2 separate regions of the Zea mays genome follow, and region 1 is linked to region 2. The links are chromatin contacts, called in public Hi-C maps. All regions are on one chromosome and are shown on one strand. Each heading gives the region's core, a stretch centred on a gene start, on an enhancer-like site or on the middle of the called end of the contact. The rest is flanking DNA. Distances are from core to core; before and after follow the strand shown.

Evidence for each region. Hi-C and Micro-C count contacts between places; a contact is called where the count stands out from the background.
Region 1: a Hi-C map of leaf shows a contact between it and region 2, with 6 times the contacts expected there. The contact joins the promoter of LOC103644139 here to the promoter of LOC100273403 in region 2. A contact is called at or near these places in 3 of 25 Hi-C or Micro-C datasets (ear, leaf and tassel).

Annotation. Positions count from the first base shown.
Region 1 is chr1:292,184,488-292,188,923 of Zm-B73-REFERENCE-NAM-5.0, forward strand. LOC103644139 (isoflavone reductase homolog A622-like) reads left to right here and starts at 3,138. Exons shown (of 5, transcript XM_008667336.2): 1 at 3,138-3,410; 2 at 3,579-3,725; 3 at 3,861-4,110; 4 at 4,204-4,407. The coding sequence starts at 3,201.
Region 2 is chr1:292,008,544-292,012,987 of Zm-B73-REFERENCE-NAM-5.0, forward strand. LOC100273403 (Putative ALA-interacting subunit 2) reads left to right here and starts at 2,365. Exons shown (of 8, transcript NM_001147840.1): 1 at 2,365-2,491; 2 at 3,684-3,745; 3 at 3,836-3,910; 4 at 4,001-4,117. The coding sequence starts at 2,422. It overlaps LOC103644136, which reads right to left and starts at 2,102. Exons shown (of 7, transcript NM_001346920.1): 1 at 1,938-2,102; 2 at 506-752. The coding sequence starts at 2,032.

The DNA of each region.
Region 1 (4,436 bases), core at 1,888-4,387, 180 kb after region 2:
AGCATACAGCTCCTGTCGGGGGGAAGAAGAGGGGCATTTATAACACATAGTTCACTGGCGGTTGGCTTGAAAAACCGCCAGTGGAAACCTATTTCCACTGGCGGTTATCTTAACACAACCGCCTGGCGGTTGGTGTAACAGAACCGCCAGTGGAAACTAGATTTTCACTGGCGGTTGTGTTACACCAACCGCCAGTGGAAATATTTTCCACTGGCGGTTGTGTTAAGATAACCGCCAGTGGAAATAGGTTTCCACTGGCGGTTCCTAAGCCGGGCCCACTTGATTTTTTTTACTGGCGCGCGGTAACTAAAACCGCCAGTGATAATTTATGGGTGCCGCAGGTTTTGAGCTCTTTTCTACTAGTGTACTTCTTTGTAGTGTTTCACTTTAGCAACCTAGTCTTGGCATGGATCGTTTGGACTCACATTTCGTAACAGTAACATACATGTTAGTACGCATATCTTTTGGTTTTACTTTTTTAAGTGCATTCTCCCATGTATGGAGTACTCCCAAGACACCTGTATCCCACCAGCATACTTCTCAGATTTGTACAAACAAAGTTATTTTTATTTTTTTCCATCAACAATAAAGCTTCATAGTTATTTTCTATCATGAAATAAATGGTAAAATAAACATGAAATTGTGTCAAACGAACTCATCATCTGCATGTTCATTTTATTTATTAAAAACCAAAAAAAATGTTCCCTTATTCATTGACATTCTTCAGTCAATTTATTTGTTTTTAAAACAGTCAAAGGACAGCAAAGCTTCTGAAAACAAGGAAAGTTTGCCTCAGTTTGAATCACCATCGAAAAGGTAAGACAAAAAAAAAGTTTAGATCTGCCATTTCTTCCTCAACGAAAAATGAACCAACTGTTAGAATACGTCGGCTAGCTACTAGCAGGAGCCCATGAAGGAGAGATCGTGGGATTGTCCACGTCTCGTCTACGCTTGCCGCTCATCATGCTCTCCTCGATCTCGCCTAGGGGCGGATCCACGATGTGGGTAAAGTAGGCTATCATGACCCACCTCAATTTTTAGAACTTTTTATAACTATCTTTTGTATATACTATAAAATAAAAAATACAAGATATATAAGACCAAATTAGATAAACACCGGGTGCACCACATCATAGCATCGACTAACCCACAAGATCTAGCCCATCATCCTAGGCCACGACCTATGTCGACTAAAACGCAGAATGAGAAAGATATCAACCGCACGTCTGTACCATCCAACCCCGCTTAGCACTTGTCCTAGCGTTGTTGCCGCTGCCTAATCGGCGTCCAACAGTCAGTTCATCATCGTTGGTCTACCGTCCAGCCGCCCACCCAACCGTCATCGCCAGCCGCCATGACACCGTCTCTAGCTTGTGGCTCACCTGCCATTGCCGCCAGCCTATCGTCTAGCTGATAGCCCGTCACGGCCGGCCCGCCTCCACTCGGCCACGGCCTCGCACTAGCGTGCAAGCTGCCACAACCACAAGATTGACGGTTTAATGGCGTTTTCGATGTTTTTTCTATATAGTTTTGTTCTTTTACTTACATTGATGCTTACCTAATATATTTTTTCTAATTGTAGATTGGATTTTCTATCGATGATTTGGTGTCGCTAAAAGGATTTTCGATATCCACATTATTTTATAATAGTCATTATATTACAACTTAACTTTCATGCTATTACCAAAAACCATTTATAGTTGTATTTTTTTTTTGATTTCTCTACTACGGATTAGCCTCATCTGAACTTTCGTCCTGTCTCCGTCACTGATCTCGCCCTCCCACGCGGGCGCTCCGATCCACTACTCCCCCACCCGGCCACTCATCCGTGGTGCTGTGGTGGAGGCATATCACAACATATGGATGGTGGTAGCGCATGCATGCACTGCATGCACGGTCAGCTTTACGGTGGTGGTGAGAATGAGACGCCCGGCCGAGCTCCTGTCTAGCTAACAAGTGCTGCTACATGTTATGTAGTAATCATGGTCATGCAAGAAAACACTGTCATGGTGATAGAAGGTGGTGCAAAGTAGGTGCCTGTTTTGTTTCCAACACCTATTCAGGACCATCAATATTTACAACCATACTCAGGATGAATGAAAGTGATTGAAAGGATAATATATGGAATCTGTTATATATGCATGCTCTGGTGTGCGTGGACGATGATGCTCCATGCATGCCCACGAGAAAATAGAGGATGCAGCTACTCGAATGTGGACAGTAGGCACGTGGAGAAATGCCCAGCCATAGAAGATGCACACATGCTGCAGGAAAATCTCTGCGCTGTGCTATCAAGCTCTCCCCGCGGAAAAAAAATTCTGTACATACCGGATGTAAACATCATCTTTTACAGCCCTCACATCCACCACTTGAAGACCCACAGAGACAGATCAAAATTTACAAAATAATCCTTTAGTAATTTATTTTTCTTCTATTTATATGGACCAGCAGCTTGTGTAAAGAATCCCCCACCCCGCAATTATTATAGTACAAACAAACTATCAGTTTTAATAAATATATCAATATTTTTTCAAAATTCTAATTATTGATTGAGATATAAAAAAGAGAAAATTATTTCATTTTTAATTTTTCATATATTGGATGTATATTTCTCTTTTTATATCTTTTAACATAAGATGAATGAGAACTTAAAGTTCGCGCGATACATTAGTAGAGATGAAAATAGTAAAATGCGTCCATAAGTTTTTGTCCTTTTCAAATTCTAATTAATTGGGATATAAAAAGACCGAGATAAAATTGTATCATCTTTAATCCTTCATTCATACTCCCTCCGTTTCTTTTTAGTTGTCGCTGGATAGTTCAATTTTGCACTATCCAGCGACAACTAAAACGAAACGGAGGGAGTATATTGGACATATTTTTTTAATCTTTTTTTATATATCTCTTAACATAAGATATATTAGTAGAGAAAATAGTAAAATACATCTATAAGTTTTTTGAGAATTTTTTTATGTCTTGTGGTAATTTGATGGTATAGTAATCGCACACAAGAGTCTATTCTTGTGTGATGATAATATGTTGCTGTCGGTTGTGCGTGTATAGGTATTGGATTCCAATGTACTGTAGAGAGTACCCCTGATCGATGTATATATATCATCGGATGCACCGCCCCTTCCCTCCACAGATGCAATATATGCTTGCAGTTGCAGGCTAGCTAGCTGCAAAAGGTACGAGACATCATGGCACCGCTAGTGTTGAAGAGCAGTAGCAGCGGCACCTCTATTCTGGTGATCGGTGGTACGGGGACGATCGGCCGCCACCTGGTGACGGCGAGCCTCGACGCCGGCCACCCCACGGCCGTGCTCGTCCGGCCGGCGGCCGCGGCCGAGGACCCCGCCAAGGCCAGCCTCCTGGAGGCGTTCAAGACCAGAGGGGCAAGCCTTATCTACGTACGTGCTCAGCGCTCTCTCACTTGTCTAGCTCATCATTCATGCATGTCACCATGTGTGGCGTGCCGCCGTGCATGAGAGACATGCGTGCGTACGTGTACTCCTACGTGTACGTACCTAGAGCAGCTGCCCCGTCAACGTAATAACGCATGCCGCAAATGCATGCAGGGGGACATCAACGATGCCGAGGCGTTGGTTGCAGCGATCAAGCAGGCCGGCGACGTGGTCATCTCCGCCACCGGCCACAGCTCGCCGGAAGAGGTGGAGAGCCAGCTCAGGATTGTGGCCGCCATAAAAGAAGCAGGCAATGTTAAGGTACGTACGTTTAAATCATCAGCATATCTACTAATTTCTTTCTTTTCTTTTTCTCCTGCATGCAATTATATGCAAATAACCATTAGTATTATTACAGCAAGCACATGCATTCTTACGACTGATCGATGCGTGCAGCGGTTCTTGCCTTCTGAATACGGCTGCGACGTGGAGCATGTGGCGGAGCACATGGTGGAGCCGGCGAGGAGCATCCTCGGGGCCAAAGTCCGAGTCCGCCATGCTCTCAAAGCTGCAGGGATTCCACACACCATCGTCTGCAGCAACTGGGCTCAGGGCTTCCTGCTGCCAAGAGCTGGGGACCCTCAGCTGCCAGACGGTCGTCCTCCGGACACCACCGCCACCATCTTCGGCGACGGACAAGTACAAGGTATACTCTCTCTCTCTCCTCCTGCGCGCGTGCGTGCGTGCGTGTGCATGCTCCCATCATGATCATCATCGTCTTCGTTGCTATTGTTTTCAGCGACGTTCGTGAATGAGCAAGACATGAGCAGGGTGGCTATCAAAGCCGTGCAAGACCCCCGCACACTCAACAAGAAATTACACGTGTGCCCTCCAACCAATCTCTGCTCCCTCAACCAACTAGTCTCACTCTGGGAGGATAAAATCGGCAAGCCCCTCCACAGGCACTATGTTGCTGAAGAAGAGTTACTCAAGAAAATACAAGGTACTAGCTCCGTTGTTCTCGAATATTTA
Region 2 (4,444 bases), core at 1,115-3,614:
GTACTCACCACCAAGATGTGGTAGCAAGACTATAAATTATGCAATTTGATACTCAGCTGCTGAAAGCAACATGCAGTTTCAAGCAAAGTAAACATCATTATTTAAATGCCACTTGCAATGAGCAAAACGTTGAAAGAGTAACTTCTTTCGAATTCCAATATATCAAAGCAAGAATTTTATGTTATAGCTGATATGAAAGTGGAGAGGTCTATATGTGCATAATGATTTTGGTCATGATTCCATGGTCACATTTTCAGACCTATGGCATGTTTTGTATTACTGCCACCAACAAATGGTGACAAAAGAAATGTTCAGCCAACTTTATTGTATCATTATGGAGTTCAGGGACTTGGGTGGGGAGAGATGAATCCTCTTTAGTTGTATACTAAAGCCCAAAGGAGCAATATATGGTACATGCAACACACCACAAGAGAAAACCTAAAGCATGTGAAATGACACACCGTAGAGGCGTAGACCCTATAGTAGTCCCAACTAGGGAAGATACCTTCGGTTTAGAAGCCCAAGTTGAAGGCTTAAATGTTGCCAGTCGACGAAGTAAGTCTCCACGTTCCCATGGTCTGCATGATGGTGCAGAATCCATAGCAGTGCCAGCTGCATCAAAACTATGGGAAGGGTGATAAGCATGTGCAGCAACTTGCGACGACGAGTCAACTCTGGAAGCTTGTTTGCCACCCAACCAATCTATGCTTGCAACATTAGTTTGCATAGCAGGTGACGAGGCACCGACGGAACTGAAAAGAAAAAGGGGCTTCAGTGCAAGCTTTTAAAAAAGAATGACAAAAATCTGTAGAAAGGATTATTTCTTGCTTTATGAATTCCGTACAGAAAAGGTTCGCATTGACGTTATGTAACTACCCGCAGCCGCGGAAAGGTGCCGGGACGTGAGCAAGATCACAAGCAGAGATAACTTGGGGAAATGGACGAGAAAAGGTTCCTCTCCGATTTGATTCCTTTCTAGTTCGTTGTCTGGGTTCTACCTTTGCATGGCAGTGGCTTATAAGACAGAGGCTAACTCTACCTTGTGTGCCCATGCATACATATGACATACCAACACCAAATATGTATACGCCAGCTGTAGATTTGTTCGCGCCGTTGGCATGGTACCAGCCGTGACAAGTTAGCTTGTCATCCAAATAAAATAACTGTTTTCAGGTTTTAGCATTCAAGCATAGAAACTATAGCACCATGTTCAGATCTAACATCAAAAAATGAATTGAGAATAAGCTACCTAGATCTATAGTTAACAAGGCTACCATGAGCTCCAGTGGCTCAATAGTCAATCCTATGCTACCAGTCTCCACACCATCAAATGTGCCACATTCTCCACTGATTTTTGCAAACTGCAATCCTTCTCAAATCTCAATTGCTGCACTGTGACCAAACCAGCATTAGAATATAATAGCATGAAGTCAGCACAAATGTAGCATGTCCCCCTAATCATAATATTTGGTGGCAAACACGTGTAAGCTCTAATCGCAGAATTATGTCATTCATTGTTACCGTTCATTAATCTGTAACACTATACAGCAGCAGGAACCAATCTAGCAACTCAAATCCTGGCGTTTTGCAGCCAAAAGGAGAAGTAAAGCTCAGCCAGCTACACTTGATTTTCGCCGACCATGGACGTATAACTGATGTTGGCCATCAAATATCTCATGCTTTCCCCTACAAAGGAGTGTCCTAGAGTCCAATCAAAATTCCATAATCGAATTTGAGCCACCGCCTCGGCAAATCCTACCTCGAATCCTACAATAGGTCTTTTGGACGAAGTAAAATCTACCTTTCTTACGCAGAACCAACACCCTCGCCACCAATCCGAGCACTGAGACCCCGATTCCCTAACCAAGCAACAGCGCCTACAGCTGAGAATCTACAACCAAAAGTAGAGAGGTCCCGAGGCGCGACCGCCACCGTACCTGGCTACCGGGGTGTGCGGCGGCGACGAGGACCGGGCGACGGCCATCGGCGTTTCTGCCACCGCCCCCGACGAGCTCCTCACCTCCTCTCGCATCTCCCTCTCTCTCTATCTCTCTCTCACACACACTCCGTGGCGCCCGCGCCTGTCGCTCCTGGGCGAAACGAAATGGGGAAAAGATTCCCCCGATCGCGACGCGCCGGGCGGCGCATTGATGCGGCCGTTACATCGACCGTTAGTCACCGTTAGTATCCATCTCACGCCGTCAATTCGAGCGCCCCCGGGAGTTGGGCCCATAAGGCCCACGTGAATTAGATAGGCCCTCAAGATTTAGTGGGCCCATGGGCTCCTTTTCATCGAGCAGCAAGTGGACTCTCCACTCTTCTTCTGCGGTCGGATCCCCCGGCGGGTCGGACTGCGGAGCACGGGCTCCGGCGAGCCGCTGACGAGGGCCTGTGCGGCGACCGAGCTCGTGGCGGGAGAAGATGGACGAAGCGAGCACCTCCGCGTCCGGCGCCGCGACGAGGCGCGGCTTCGTGCCTGCGAGATCGGGAGGTGAGTCACGATCTGATGGCTGGGCTGGCTTCGATTCGGTCGCGTCGCGTCTAGGTTTCCACGCTCAGGAGCGGTGTGGTCTGCGGGAGATAGTAGCCTCAGCCCTCAGATGCTAGGGTTAGTAGCTCGCGCGATCGTGGGATTGCATAAACGCTTAATTCGAGCGTAAAATTGCAGTTCGCATTGTTGATTTGGTCTTACATGTTACGGAGGTTGCTTGCTTACAATTACAATCCATTTATCTGAACAGCATTTGAGGTGTGTGCATGCTATGCTAATGTAAGGTTACATTTGGTGAGTCTTTATAAGGCCCCGTTTGGTATAAGGGACTAATGCTCCATTTCAGTCCCATTTAGTCCCTAAATTGGCAAACGCTGGGACTAAAATAGTGATTAAACTGTTTTAGTCTCTAGTCCCTCAAGGGGTGACCAAAAAGGACTAAACCATATAAATTCCAGTTTTTGCCCTTGTTTTATCAGTTGTACTAATTGCGGAAGAATGCTAAGTGGTATTTTAGTCCTCTTATGATTCATTTAATGTGTTTTAAATAATTTTAGTCCGTAGAAGTCTCCTAACTAAATTTTAGTCACTGGACTAAAGTAACCAAACGGGACCTAACAATAAATGAACTTTTAGCTAATAATCATGGTGGGCATAAAGTTAGGGGGTGTTTGTTTTATAGGGACTAATTTTTAGTCCCTCCATTTTATTTCATTTTAGTCCCTAAATTGTCAAATACGTTTAGTTTCCGTGTTTGGCAATTTAGGGACTAAAATGGAATAAAATGGTGGGACTAAAAATTAGTCCATAAATTTAAGTTTCCGTATTTGGTAATTTAGGGACTAAAATGAAATAAAATGGAGGGACTAAAAATTAGTCCATAGAAACTAAACACACCCTTAGTCACCATCTGGACTCGCGATCTGTATCATCATTTTTTAGAATCATGTGAAACACAATACTGATGCAACCACAGGCAGATTTTGTTGTATTAACTTGTGTTTCCTTTATTGGCAACTACTGAATCTGGACATAAGAAGATTATTTGGTGGATTTCTTTTACAAACTTTGAGAATTCAGATTATCTGTATTTTCCTATCATTGTTGTGCGTTGCAGTACTGTTCTAGTTTAGTACTCCATAGAGTTGACAATTCTTTTTTTCCATTTTTGAAAAGTTTGTTAGTTTTGCAGTTTTCTATAGGTTCACCCAGCAGAACCTCCCAGCTTGGAAGCCAGCAATGACACCTGGATGTGTAAGTTTGCTCTGATCCTATCGACAGGTTTGGCATATAGACTGTTTCATATGCAGTTCAAATGATGATATTTTACTTCACTGTTTTCAGATAATAGCAATGTTCTTGATTATCGGAATAATTTTCATACCTTTCGGGCTTCTTTGTCTCCAAACTTCAAATCATGTATTGTTCTGCTCCCTCTGGTAGATACTGATGTTTCCTTTAATCTTTATACCGCAAGGTATAACTGATGTGCTCATTATTCCGGTTCAGATTGCAGAAATCATCTACCGCTATGATGTTGACTGTGTGCCTGATGCTTACAGAGGAAATAGGCAAGCTTATATTAAGGACAGCTCGATTTCTAAGAACTGTACTCTGGAAGCGAAGGTAGATCGTTATGTGATTGTTGTTAGACTACCCGTCTAGGGTTTGGGGTGTTCCCCATGTAATTACCGTTTTACCCCTCACTGTAATGGGCCTGGCCCAGCTACTAAGCCTATTAATACTATTCCCCATCCCTGGTTAGGGGCATGAGTTCAGTTTCCAACATGGTATCATCAGCCTAGGTTTAGGTTTCCTGTTTCCCTGTCCTACAGCCGCCGCCAGGGGCATCCTCTCCCCTACGCAGCCGCCAGGGGCCTCCTCTCCCCTGCAGCCGCCGGCCTCCTCTCCCCTGCGACGGCCGCCGGCCCCCAGTCCTCTCCCTCCTCTCCC